Regions from separate parts of the Mus musculus genome. Here region 1 is linked to region 2. The links are chromatin contacts, called in public promoter capture Hi-C maps. All regions are on one chromosome and are shown on one strand. Each heading gives the region's core, a stretch centred on a gene start, on an enhancer-like site or on the middle of the called end of the contact. The rest is flanking DNA. Distances are from core to core; before and after follow the strand shown.

Region 1 (5,946 bases), core at 2,642-5,141, 410 kb before region 2:
ACCCCTGGTTGAGGAGGAAGAAAGGAGAGCTGGGGACAGGGAGATCACATACCTGGTTGTTTTTCCCTTTCTGATGACACTTGCTTTGCATCTCTGGGGAGGCCTCCCAGTGGATCTAGTGAGAGGAAAGGGACAGACTGCTATGTTGACCTCAATATCTACTACCCAGAGAATCAAACAGTGCTGCTCCAGAGTACTGGGGAAAACTGAAGTGAGGTGGATTTCAGAATGAGCCCTGGGATGGAAAGGACAGTGCTGTCCAGAGGTCGGGAAGGCTGGGGGCGGGTCACCAGGTAATTGAGGTCCCAGGAAGCTGGAGACCCTGTGGTCAGACCAAATGCCAGGGGCTGACCTCTTTGTGAGTCCTATCTCTTATGTCACGGGCACTGAGAGAGAACAGGGCGCCTCGAGCCCCCACCAGCAGCCTCTCAGAAGCCTCCTCCAGCAGCAGTGTTGAATAGTTCTGGGTTTGGCCCTTGAAGTGCCGAATCTGGGAGAGCTCTAGAAACGAGAGGGGCAGTGAGCCACCTGGGGACTACTTCCTGTCCCCAGCTCTGGCAGCCATAGTGTTTCAAGGTTGGGGGAGGGGTCCTAACCTTCATAGGAGATGGTCAGCCGTGGGGTGGCATCTAGCTCTCGGGATGGTCTCCGCAGTGAGGGTCCAGGCACTGCTGTTACTGTGAGAAAGCTGAAGAGGAGGGGCCAGAGCCTCCCCCACATCTTCCTGCGGAAGTTCAGACCAACAAGACCCCGAGGGCAGCCCAGGAGAGTCACAGGAGGGGAGGGGAAGAGCAGTCACTGGGTTCAAAGTCCAGGGTGTGATCTCATGGGGGTCAGGGGTCATGAGGTCATGGGGGTCAAGTAGTCATGGGGCCATGGAGGATCATGGAATGGGGGGGACATGGAGCCACAGGGTTGTGTGGCCATGGAATCACAGGTAAGAAGTCAGAGGGAAGGGCGGGTCACCACGTGCCTTTCTGTATCAAATGCAAATTCCATGGAGAGTGAGCAGTGTAGGGTCCCAGGAGGACTGTAGGGTTCTGAAGGGGTCACCTTGCCCCCAGTCTCAGGGCAAGTTCCAGGTCTCTGTCTGTTCTCTGAAGGAGGAAAAAAAAAAAAAAAACCACCAAAACAATAAATAAATATATAATCCCTCCAAAATGGAAAACCTTTGATTTGTGTGTGAATTAAGAGGGACGATACCACCCACACTTCAGGCGGCCCTGAAAGCCAGAGGCCGGACATCCACAGAACTCCCACACCAGGAAAGACTCACGGCATCCTGCCCAGCTCTGCTCGGGGCAGAGGCTGTGGCAAACTCGCTGTCTTCATAAGACCCTAGACTACTGTTAACCTATGCCATGGTAACAGCTCTCTTCCAGTCAGGAGACTGCTTGGGCCCATGTTGCTGGAGAGGCCCGATCCTCCAACAATGCTGCCTGCTGCGGGGGTGCCTTCTGCGGGAAGGCCTGGGCAGTCAGTTAATGGGTCTTTGTTGATTTTGTTCTGTTTCCCCTTTGTTTTTTCTTTCCCTCGGCCTAAGAGCTCCCTCTGGAATTTCTCTTTAATTAGACACTTCTCTCTGGCATTTTTCTCTAAGGGGTACACATCTCTGCCTTGCCCGTGCGAGTCCATACTGCACCCTCTGGCTGGGTATCTACACGAGTCCCCGCCTGCTAGACCTACCTCCTGGCAGGGAGCAAAGGCTTGAGGGGCTGGGGGGGTGGGGAGGTGCAGGGAGTTGGGTCCCTGAGCTGCACAAGTGTAATTTCTGCTGTGCAGGAGACTGCGGTGTGAAAGACCAGTTAAGACTTAAACAATATGGAGACAGTGACCTACGGGATCCTGACACTTGCAGCCACCTTTCGTGACACACCTTAAAGACTAGAACCGCGCCTGAGGTGGAGGCCATTGATAGGCCAGGGAACTTCCGGAGATTTCCTTGGCTGGGCCAGATGTGGAGGCTGCCTGATCTACCCAATGTCATCAGACAGCCATAGGCAGGGTCAGAGGGTGTCACTGGCCTCTCCTTTTCCTTCTGGGTCAAATATTAACCATCCGGCTGTAAAGAGAGGGGAGGGACCTGGAGCTAGTCAGAGGAATAGCAAGAATTTGGAGGGTTTGTTCAAGAGGTAAAGGTTAGCACTGTCACACGAGGGAGAGCGAGAGGGTCTCTGAGCCACAGAAAGGGCATCAAGTTCTTGTTTTGAGGGCTAGGGCAGCTGGAGGTTTCAGGCTGCCCAAGCCGTACCCTCCATGTGAAAGCACACCTGTTTACACTGGGGGGCCTCCTGTTTCCTCAGCACTGAAGGGTGAGTCCTCCCACTAGGGAAGTGTGTCCAGGCGGAGACAGGAGGAAGACATCCTAGGTCAGAGGAACCGCTCAGTGCGGAGTAAGGGGCATTCGTGGGTCTCAAAGACGGTGACACACTTGTACACAGTGTAGGGCCAAGAACACAGGCATTTATAGGAGTCATGTGCATGCACACACACATATACAGAGAGAAAGAGACAGAGACAGAGTCAGAGACAGAGAGAGAGCGCACAAAGGGCCAAGGCCACATAAGGTTGTTTACCTGTCATCCATCCAGTGGATCATATATCCTCAGAGGTGAACAAGCAGGGCTAGATATTCAATAGGACGGTCTTGTTCACACACATTTGTAAAGGGGGCATTCACACAGAATTGTTGCTATTGGGCCAGGCATAGTGCACACATGTATTCTGAGTCCTCAAACACAGTTACATTCGGGCAGAGACAAGTAAGTACTCATGACATGCATAAAGGGGTCTGACTTGGGCTGCAGGCTTGGTGGCTGACAGTGTCTGCTGGGGTCAGATGCACGGCTGAATCCTGTCTCCTTTCCTGAAAGTCCTGCTCTCTCTCTCTCTCTCTCTCTCTCTCTCCCTCTGCCACCCCAAGGGGTGTGTGTGTGTGTGTGTGTGTGTGGTGTGTGTGTGTCTTCTGACCTGGAGTGAATGCCTGTAATGGAGAATGGCTAACCCAGGGAGGTGGAGGAGGAGGAGGAGAGGAGATCCTCGAGTTTAGCAAATGGAAGGTGAAATGCTATCTTAGCAGCCCTCTTCCTGCCCCGCTCCACACGCCCCCCTCCCCATCTCCCCCAGATTGCATTTCTAGATCTGGAGAACTGGGCTAAAGCGTCCAGCTCCATTTAACCTGTTGGGAGGGCCGAGTTAATGGCCAGGGGGTGGAGCATGCCACCCCTCCCCCCAGTACTAAGCGGGTTCAAGGTCTCCAGTTCACACCCCAGACTTCACTCCAAGTTTGGGTTCCTTCCCAGGGTTTGCCCGCTGAACTCTGATCATCTTCTGTTAGATCCTAGGGTGGAGAAAACTGGGGAGGGGAGGACCCCTCCCACAGGATCAATAGGCTTTCAACCTTCATCCCTGATGTCCGTCTGCCTGGGGTTAGCGGTATTTGCCTCTGTCCACTAAGATGGAGATCTCTTCAGATTTGAGGGTGCCTCTCCCTTGTCTTCCCCACCCTCCACCATCCTGGACAGTTCGAGGTTTTCTCCTTTGAACAGATCTAACCTCAGTATCTACTGCTGCGGCTCGAGGACAAGCTCTCCTTCGATCCCGCCGGACGCCAGGAGACATGACCCAGATCCTGGGGAACACTGTTCTCCACGCGGGTCCCGGGCACGCTGGGCGCCCCCGACTCCGAGAAGGCCGGTCTGCGCCCTGCGCGACCCGAGGCCTGGCCCGCGCCCCTCTAAACCCTTTTATGCGGGATTGGGGGTCTCGGCGGTGAAAAAGGCCTGGCTTAGCTTGGAGGGTGGAATGGATGCGGACAAGGCTTTGCCCGGCCGCAGCCCCCCGCACCGCCACCGCCCGCACTCCCCGCCTCCCTCACCTTTGCGCTGGGATCCGGGTCCATAGAGACAGCGACGTGCGGCTCGCGGCCCCACAGCACCAGCTGCAGGAGGAAGGGGCTGCGGCCGGAGCGAGGCGGGGTGGAGGCGGAGCCGGGGGTGGGGCGGGGGCCGGAGGCGGGCCAGAGGCGGGGGCGGGGAAGGGTGCCCGCCCTCCTTTGCGACCCCCACCACGCACAATAGACCCGATTTGTGGGAGATGCTCGAGGCCCACGGCTCCTGGCGTCCCCTTTCTTCCAGGCTCAGTCAGTCTGAGTATCGCCCGCCCCCTGGTGGGGGGGGGGCTACCACCGCGTGCGCCCTAAAACAGGCTGGTCCTACGGATCTGCTTTGGTCCTAAGACCCCTCCCATTTACCTACTGCAGGGACGCGTAACCCCCGGGTCCCGGAGTCTTGTACTCTGCTCTCTAACCTGTATCTCACTTCTTGCAAAACATGTTTGCCATGCCCTCCTGCCTTTGGTCTATGGAGCGGGTGTGCTGATGGGGACGACAGTATCAGATTTCTGCGTAGCTCTTGGTTCCCAGTTCAAGGTGTGATTCCTCACTCCCTGCTCCCTCCAGGCTATTCAGTTTGAGGTCAGAGTAGGTGAGATGGGGCCCTGAAGGGATGAAAAGACAGCATACAGAGAATGCTCTTTATGCACAAGAAAGCCATGCCACTACGTATGGATCACTCAACAAATCTCAGTCCAAACCCGGGCTCACCTCAAGGGATTGCGTTTATCATTTTCCATCGTCATTTTACCTCCAAACTTTCAGTGTTCCCAGGTATCCAAAAATTCTGTGCTTGCCAGGTTCAGCCTTCTTCCCTAACTCCTTTACGATGGTCTTCTCTGAAAACTCCGGCTCTCCTTTCCAAGTGCTATTTAGAGCGAATCGAGGGCTGGGGTTGGGGCTCAAGGGCACAGTGTTTGCCTAGCATGTAGGACACTCTGGTTTCATCTCCAGCATCACAGAAAAGCAAAAACAAAAGCAACAATGAACTCGGCTTTAAATCCTAGTGAATCCTGACCTCTGGCCTTGACCTCTCCACCTTTCAAAAAGAAAAAAAAAAAATCCGTGACGATAATGATGGGCAAAGAGGACCAAAATACGAGTCTAAAAAGCAGACTCTTGCATGTGCCTAGGAATTTAAGTCGTCTTCTAGTGGCGTATGAAACTGATGAGAGCCTGGGAAGAAACTTTCCTCTTTCAAGATTCCCCAGAGCTCATACAGTTTGGCACTCAATCTCATACAATCTCAGAATTTGGACTGTGTGTGTGGCTGCAGACTGCTAGACAGAAGGGCCCAGATCACACTTCCACCCCCCTGTTAGAATATCTCCTGGCACTCTGCAAACAGGATAGTGTGTGGTGCAGCGGGGGAGACTGGGAGAAATGTTTTCATTAAAAAGTGCACACACACTTTAAACGTTTATTATATTCATTGTGTATGAAAGCGCATGCATGCATGTGGGACCCCCCACCCCATGTGTGATATCCTAGAGGATAAATTGCAGGGAGTCTGCTCTTTTTCCACCATGTGGGGCCTAGGTATCAAACTCAGAGGTTGTCAGGGTTGGTGACAGACACCTTGTCTGCCAGACCATCTCACCTGCCCAAGCCAAGCACACACTCTATACACACGTTGCTCTGGTCCACTTCTTTTTCTGTGCCCCCACCCCATGCTGAGGAAGTAGTAGTTTCATTTTATAGCTGGGGAAACAGGTTCTAAGCAGATTGTAACTTGTTTTGAACTCTGTTTATGGAGGACAGGATTGGAGAAGTCTAAGAAGGGTGGGCCAGGCAAGTCTGGGGAAGAGGACTAGAATAGACAGGCTCGTCTGATGGAAGGAGAAGGGACATACAAAAGGTTGGTGGGTTTGATCTGGCAAGAAAGGGGAGTTTTTAGTGGAAGACAGAGGGGAGAGAAGTTAGCTAATGGCTTGGAAAAACATCAGAAAAGCTGAGAGCTTCCGTATAGGTTGAATCGTGGCTGAAGGACACCTGTAGGCTTTGTGAGAAAGTGAATTGGAAGGAAGAGGGCTAAAGACGGCCAGACCTGGTAC
Region 2 (5,820 bases), core at 2,568-5,067:
TTGTTCTATTCTCTGAAGGGGTGCTAGATTCACCCCTCTAATTTGCCCTCTTCCCTGGCTGCCCAAGAGTCCTCACCTAGAACCCTGGGTTTTCCACTTCTGCTCAGAGAGGAGAGCCCAGCCTTCTCAGATCTATCTGGCTTGCTGTCAGTCTTGTTCTGTCTCCCCTGGGTACCATTCTTCTTGGATCCCAAGTTCATGTCAATATGGACATGTACCCAGGAGCCCCAGGAACTGGGATGGGTACTCTTCCAGGGAGCTAACAGCTTCTGGCTGCTCCCCAGGAGCATCTCGACTATAATAGAACTGATCACTAACACTCCTGGTCCCTGTCCTTCAAAAGCTCCTTCTGGAAACTTTGACAACAAAAATGTCCTTGGTTGAGAACAGCAGCGGATGGCTCTTTATACCTTTCCCCCTGTGGCCCTCTCTTAATTACCAGGGACTTCCACCTGCCTCCACATCCTTAGATTTGGCCAGAAGTGAGGTCATAACCCTGAGAGTCCCTAAAACAGGAGATACTACTGCTATCGTCTTTCCTTGCAGGTGGGGAGATGGAAGGCTTACGCAGCCTGCCCAGGGTCACCTACAGATGCAGGTGTTGAGAGAAGAAACCCTTCCCATATCGATTCTGTGTGGTCTTGGCCAGGCTACCTTCCTCTCTGAACGTTACCTGCCCAATTTGTAAACTGGCCAGGATAAGATGGCATCTGGCTCACAGGTGTTTGAGAGTTAGTAATATAGAACAGCTCTCAGCACAGAGCAGGGGTGCCTCTCTGCACCTCTCCTGGTCCGCTCTACCCACTGAGCCAGCACACATTAGCTCCACCTATCTGCCGGTGAGGCATCTCATCCCACCACGCTTGCTTGCCCGACTGTCATCCTCCTGTCTCTTGTTCTCCCCAAACATGGCAGACTTCTCGGGACTCCCAGCTAGATTCTCCTCACAGCAACTCTGCCCTCTCCTGTCACCCAGCCTGGGCAGCCTGACTGGAAAGGGCTGACCTTAACATTGACTGGTTTGGGAGATGGAAGCCTGGGTCCAACCTGAACCTAATAACTCCATGTCTTCCAGCCCCACCCTGTTTCCTCCATCCCCTTTCTAGCATTCAGATCCTCTGAGTACAGACCTTTTTCCCCTCCTTCTGTCTAATCCTTCTCAAAATACCAACCTGCCTCCCGTCCTCTGTACCTCTGGAAGGGTAGCCTGCGACCGTCTCTCCTCTCTCTCCACCTTCTCTCTCAGTTGCCTTCCATCTAGCTGACTTCTCAGTCACCAATTCCAGTGTCCTTTGCTCACCCAAACGGCCCCTCATAGTTGACCTTGGACTGAGCGTGGTGGTTAGGCACACCTTTAATCTCAGCAGTTGGGAGACAGATGCAGGCAGATCTCTAGGAGTTCTAGACTAGTCTGGTCTACACAGTGAGACCCCGAGTCTCAATAAATGAACTCTCAGAGTCAGTCTTGGTGTACAGACCTCCTGCTCCCTTCCCTCTGTCTCAGTGACCTCTACTCTTTTTAAGTAGTGGTTGGAATTGAACCTAGGGCCTTGGGTGTGCAGGACAAGTGCTCTATACTGAGCCATAGACCAGGCCATGAAGGTCCTCCACTCTCATGGTTCCACCCCCACTTACTTGGCAAATGATTCTCAGGTATTTTCACGTGTGTGTGTGTGTGTGTGTGTGTGTGTGTGTGTGTGTATGTGTGTTTAAACTATCTCTCTCTTGGGTGCTTTCACCTGTCTAGTGTTCTCCATTCCTATTCGGCCTCAGTTTCCTCTGGTACCAGCCATACAGCGTCTGTGCCAGCCCTCTGGGCCCTTCTCCCTCACTCCACCTCAACAGTGGTCTCTGATTCCCCTCCCATCAAACTGCTCTCCTCCCTGGCCTCAGGTTCATCCTCGCTTCTGTCATTTTGCTCTCGTAGAACATCATACTGTTGTGTTTCTTTCCTCTTCGTTAGTTAGCTCACACACAGAACACCTCCTCCAATAAACCCTACCCATTGTAAGCGTAGCTCTAGCTGCCCTCCGCCTAGGCGTCCCCTCCACCCCACAAGATTTACTTATGTGAGTGTGTGGGTGAGAGTGATACAGAAAATGGTATCAGAGGTGGTTGTGAACCACCTGATGTGGGTGTGGAGACTAAACTCAGCTCTCCTGGAAAAGCCGAGAGTGCTCTTAGCTGCTGAGGGTCTGACAGCTGCAGCCTTCTTTTGTAGGGCGTGTTGCTTGCCTCACACTTTTGCCAACTGACTCTCAGAACTTCTCTACTCGACTATCATGCCTCCTCTTTCTGTGGAGAATGTGTCTCATCTCCCACGTCAGGCTGCGTGCAATCCTCCCAGGTATACAAGGCTGTGTATTTGTATGGGCACTCACTCCTAAGGTTCAGCTGGAGTGACATCCATCATTAGAGGGGATGCAAGCTCCCTCCGTATGCAAGCCCCGTTGATCAATGATTGGAAAATCAAGGCATCTTTCCGGGATGTTACCCTTCGAGAGTCTGCAGAGTTTCTTGAAGGTATCACCAGTCAGCAGATGGCCACGTGTTCAGCAACTGCTGAAGGAGTGCTCACCTTTCTGGGAGCTGAGCCCTACAAGAAACTCGGGAGAGTAAATTGGTTGACAGTGGGCAAAGGAGATGGGACCGGCTCCCCTTGCCTGGAGTCCATCAACAAAGCCGGAAGAGGTTTCTGGAATTTCCTCATGTGAGCCAGCCTTCCAGAACACACACTTCAGCTTCACTCCACGCCCAGGGTGACCAGGTAAGTTCTCCAAGATACTCTTAAGGAGCATCCTTATCCCCTCTTAATCCAGAACACTGAATAGTCAGTACTTGTGGCTCAATGCCTCCGCACAAACCATAGAATGGCTGCCCCCAGGGGCTTTGGTGAACATGGCCATCTCCTTTTCCGGCCCTTCTGGCACGGTCGGGATGTGGCAAACCTTCCTCTTCAGTCCTTCAGTGTACTCCTCGCTTCCTTCTGGTTCTGCTTCCTGTTCCTCATCTAATGCATTCTGACCGCTTTTCTTTCATCAACTCATTACACTCAACAGACACTAGTACCATTGCCCAGCTATCAAGTGGCCCCTCTCTGGGTGCCTACATCCAAGTTCCTCTGTGGCTCTTCCATCTGCCAGGGCTCAAACTTTGGGAGATTGTCCCCATGCTTAGACTCACCTGCTTACCTGGAAAGCAAGTTTGTGTTCTCTTTGCTAGCCCAGACCCATGAGTGCCTCATTGTGCCCAGCTGGGCTCTCGGGTAATGTAGTCAGAGCACATTAGAATCAACTGGGAAACTGGCTAGGATTCAGACTCCTAGGTTCTAGCCAGAACTTCGAAGCGATTCTTCAGATGTAACTAGAAATCCGAGTTTCTGGAGACCCTGTTCCTGCAGGCCTTGCCCTAGGCGATGACTCTTCACTTGTAAGACTGTGAACTTCGTGGCATGTTATTGAACAACCACTATTAAAGGCTCTGAGACCTATCAGAGCTGAGGTGAGTTAGTGCCAGTCACATGACCTGTCACTGACATTTGGGGCCTTCCGTGACCCCACAGCTGTGGGGCTCCTGATCTCTACACTCTCCTGTGAGAAGAGTGGCCCCTGGCATGGTGGGCCATGTGAAAATGTAGCTCATATTGGGAAGCTTGGCCCCAGCAGGTACCACAGGGAGGGGTAAGGCTGTGGAGTCATCTCCAGACTTTTGTCTTTTTGTCACACAGGAAATCTCAGGCCTAGCTGGCCTGTGCAGAGCGGGCTCTCAGGCTCCCCCAAGTGGGCAGTGTGGGTAGCACAGTGCTGCCCATTCCAACACCCAAAGTGGCTCTGGATCCCTGCATGGAGCAAGTGCGCCACGCTGTGGCCACAGCAGGGGCCACTCGCCCCAAGGGAGCACACTGGAAACAGGGTGCTTGAGGTCTGGATATACAGACCCCCTCCCACCTCACTGCCTCCTAGACTCCCTTCTGTTCCTCATCCTGACTTTGGGAAGGTGACGTGTCCACCCATTGGAAGTAAGGGAATGCAGAATTACATCCTCTCTTCCACATCTCAGCAAAGTGCTTCAGTTAACAGCACCTTTGTGGGCATCAGAGTAGACTCCTGTCCATTCCAAAAATCCCAGCACCCCAGAGCCCCTGGCAAGCTTCTGACAGTATCTATGCCCAGGCCCTGCAGGTGGCCTATCAACTGAATTTCTTCACTTGTACCCACCCTTAGAAAACAGAACAATGATCATAAAATTGAACCTTGTATTCCAGAGGTGGCTCGACCATCCCAGCACACAGCGACACACAGCAGCGGCCCGGAGGAAGGGATGTCCCGCTGTTGTGTTGGTTAATACTACACATGGCTATATTAGGGTTTTAGTAATCACATCACACCGTTGACTCATATTGAGCTTTCAGTCAACTAAACCCCCCCAGGTCTTTTCTCCGCGAACCGCTGTCAAGCTGGGTCCACCCCGCCCCCCATCCAGTACTTATGCCATTGATTTTGTTTTAACCTAAGTGCAGGACTCTACATTTATCCCTGTTAAATTTAATCTTGTTGGTTCCAGCCCAGTGTTCCAGCCTGTTGAAATCGTTTTTGAATCCTGACTCTTTCATGCAAAGTCTTAGCTGCCCCTCCCACCTCCTAGCTCCGACACCTGCAAATCTGATGAGCCTGCTGCCTCGGTCAGCTGTCAATAAACATGTCAGACAGGACGCAGGCCTAGACTGAGCTCTAAGGTATCCTTCTGGAGACTTCCTTCCCATTCAGCCTGATGTGGACCCATTAATCAACTTCACCGCATCTAGCTCTTCACTAAAACCTCATGGCCATTTGGTTCAGTTGTATCTGCCACATCTACAGACATGATGAGGAACCCGTCAGTTGCTTTGGAAATTTCTCTTGCCCTGGGATCACACCTGCCCTCGTTATGCACCCCAAAGCATGTGTCCGGTCATCACCTCAGGGGACTGTAGGCTTCCCATGGTGCCCCCTCCTTCCTGACTGAGTGTCAGGGTCTCCTGAGAGTATCTCTGCTGTTTTATATCCTGCTGGGCTTCAGGGTCTCTACATCTGATATTTCATACTACCACTCTGCACCTCTGCAGATCTACTTTCAGTTGTGCAGTGGCCTCCCTCGACTACAAACTGAAAAGCCCTCAACCAGCTGCCCCTTAAAGGGTCACTGGAGTCTAGCAAACACTTCCAAAACCACTTCCTGTCTCCTAAGCTGCAGTCGTCTGCCTTCTAAACTAGGTAATGCAGTGGGCTGTGATGACATCGATCGAGGAAGAGGATTCAGAAGCCCAGGACACCCAGGTAGACCAGGAGAGCCTATTAGCTCTCAGAGCAGTCAGGCTACATCAATCAGACTAGGCAGGTGGCCAGAAGTCCACTGAACTGTCTGGTCGTAGACTGGAGCAGCACTAGCGTAAGCAAGGGATTCTCTCACATTTCCTACACAGGTTGGGAGCCGCAGCCCAGAGGAGTTGGAACATCAGCCTAGTTGGAGATAATGAGAGCAGAGAGGTGTGCAAGGCTTGTGCTCTTCCTGGCTAGACAGTATCAGCCATTAGGAACCTCAGAGAGCTTAAATTCAGGGGTCACCCATTCACTCGTGTCTATGGAAACGATAGACACGAGTCACACATGTCACAGGAAACAAACCAGGGGGTAAGGTCCAATAATAAAAAATGGAAACTGAGCACTTGGTATGAACACAAATTGGTCATGTAGGGAACATGATGTCGTTAGATTGGCTGATTTTAGACCTCTTTAAATGGGGATTCCTAACTTAAATGGTATCAATTCTGAAGACCTTTAA

What was found. Promoter capture Hi-C pulls out the DNA fragments that hold promoters and counts their contacts.
Region 1: a contact with region 2 is called in a promoter capture Hi-C map of neural stem cells. The contact joins the promoter of Sema4g here to the enhancer-like site in region 2. A contact is called at or near these places in 2 of 39 promoter capture datasets (embryonic stem cells and neural stem cells), 1 of 15 datasets of contacts at CTCF or cohesin (embryonic stem cells), 1 of 484 Hi-C or Micro-C datasets (myocytes), 5 of 115 datasets of contacts at active chromatin or transcription factors (SST interneurons, embryonic hindbrain, embryonic midbrain and 2 more) and 1 of 9 other capture datasets (embryonic stem cells).

Annotation. Positions count from the first base shown.
Region 1 is chr19:44,987,289-44,993,234 of GRCm38.p6, reverse strand. It overlaps Sema4g (sema domain, immunoglobulin domain (Ig), transmembrane domain (TM) and short cytoplasmic domain, (semaphorin) 4G), which reads right to left and starts at 3,891. Exons shown (of 15, transcript NM_011976.1): 1 at 3,878-3,891; 2 at 597-1,097; 3 at 353-501; 4 at 53-115. The coding sequence starts at 720.
Region 2 is chr19:44,580,843-44,586,662 of GRCm38.p6, reverse strand. No RefSeq gene overlaps it. Among named protein-coding and RNA genes, the nearest start is that of Hif1an, 21 kb to the right of the region's middle. Within about 2 kb of position 3,817, at least 23 of the 459 cell types and tissues checked have an H3K27ac peak or open chromatin away from gene starts, as enhancers often do. A contact at or near this core is called in neural stem cells, where this site is marked.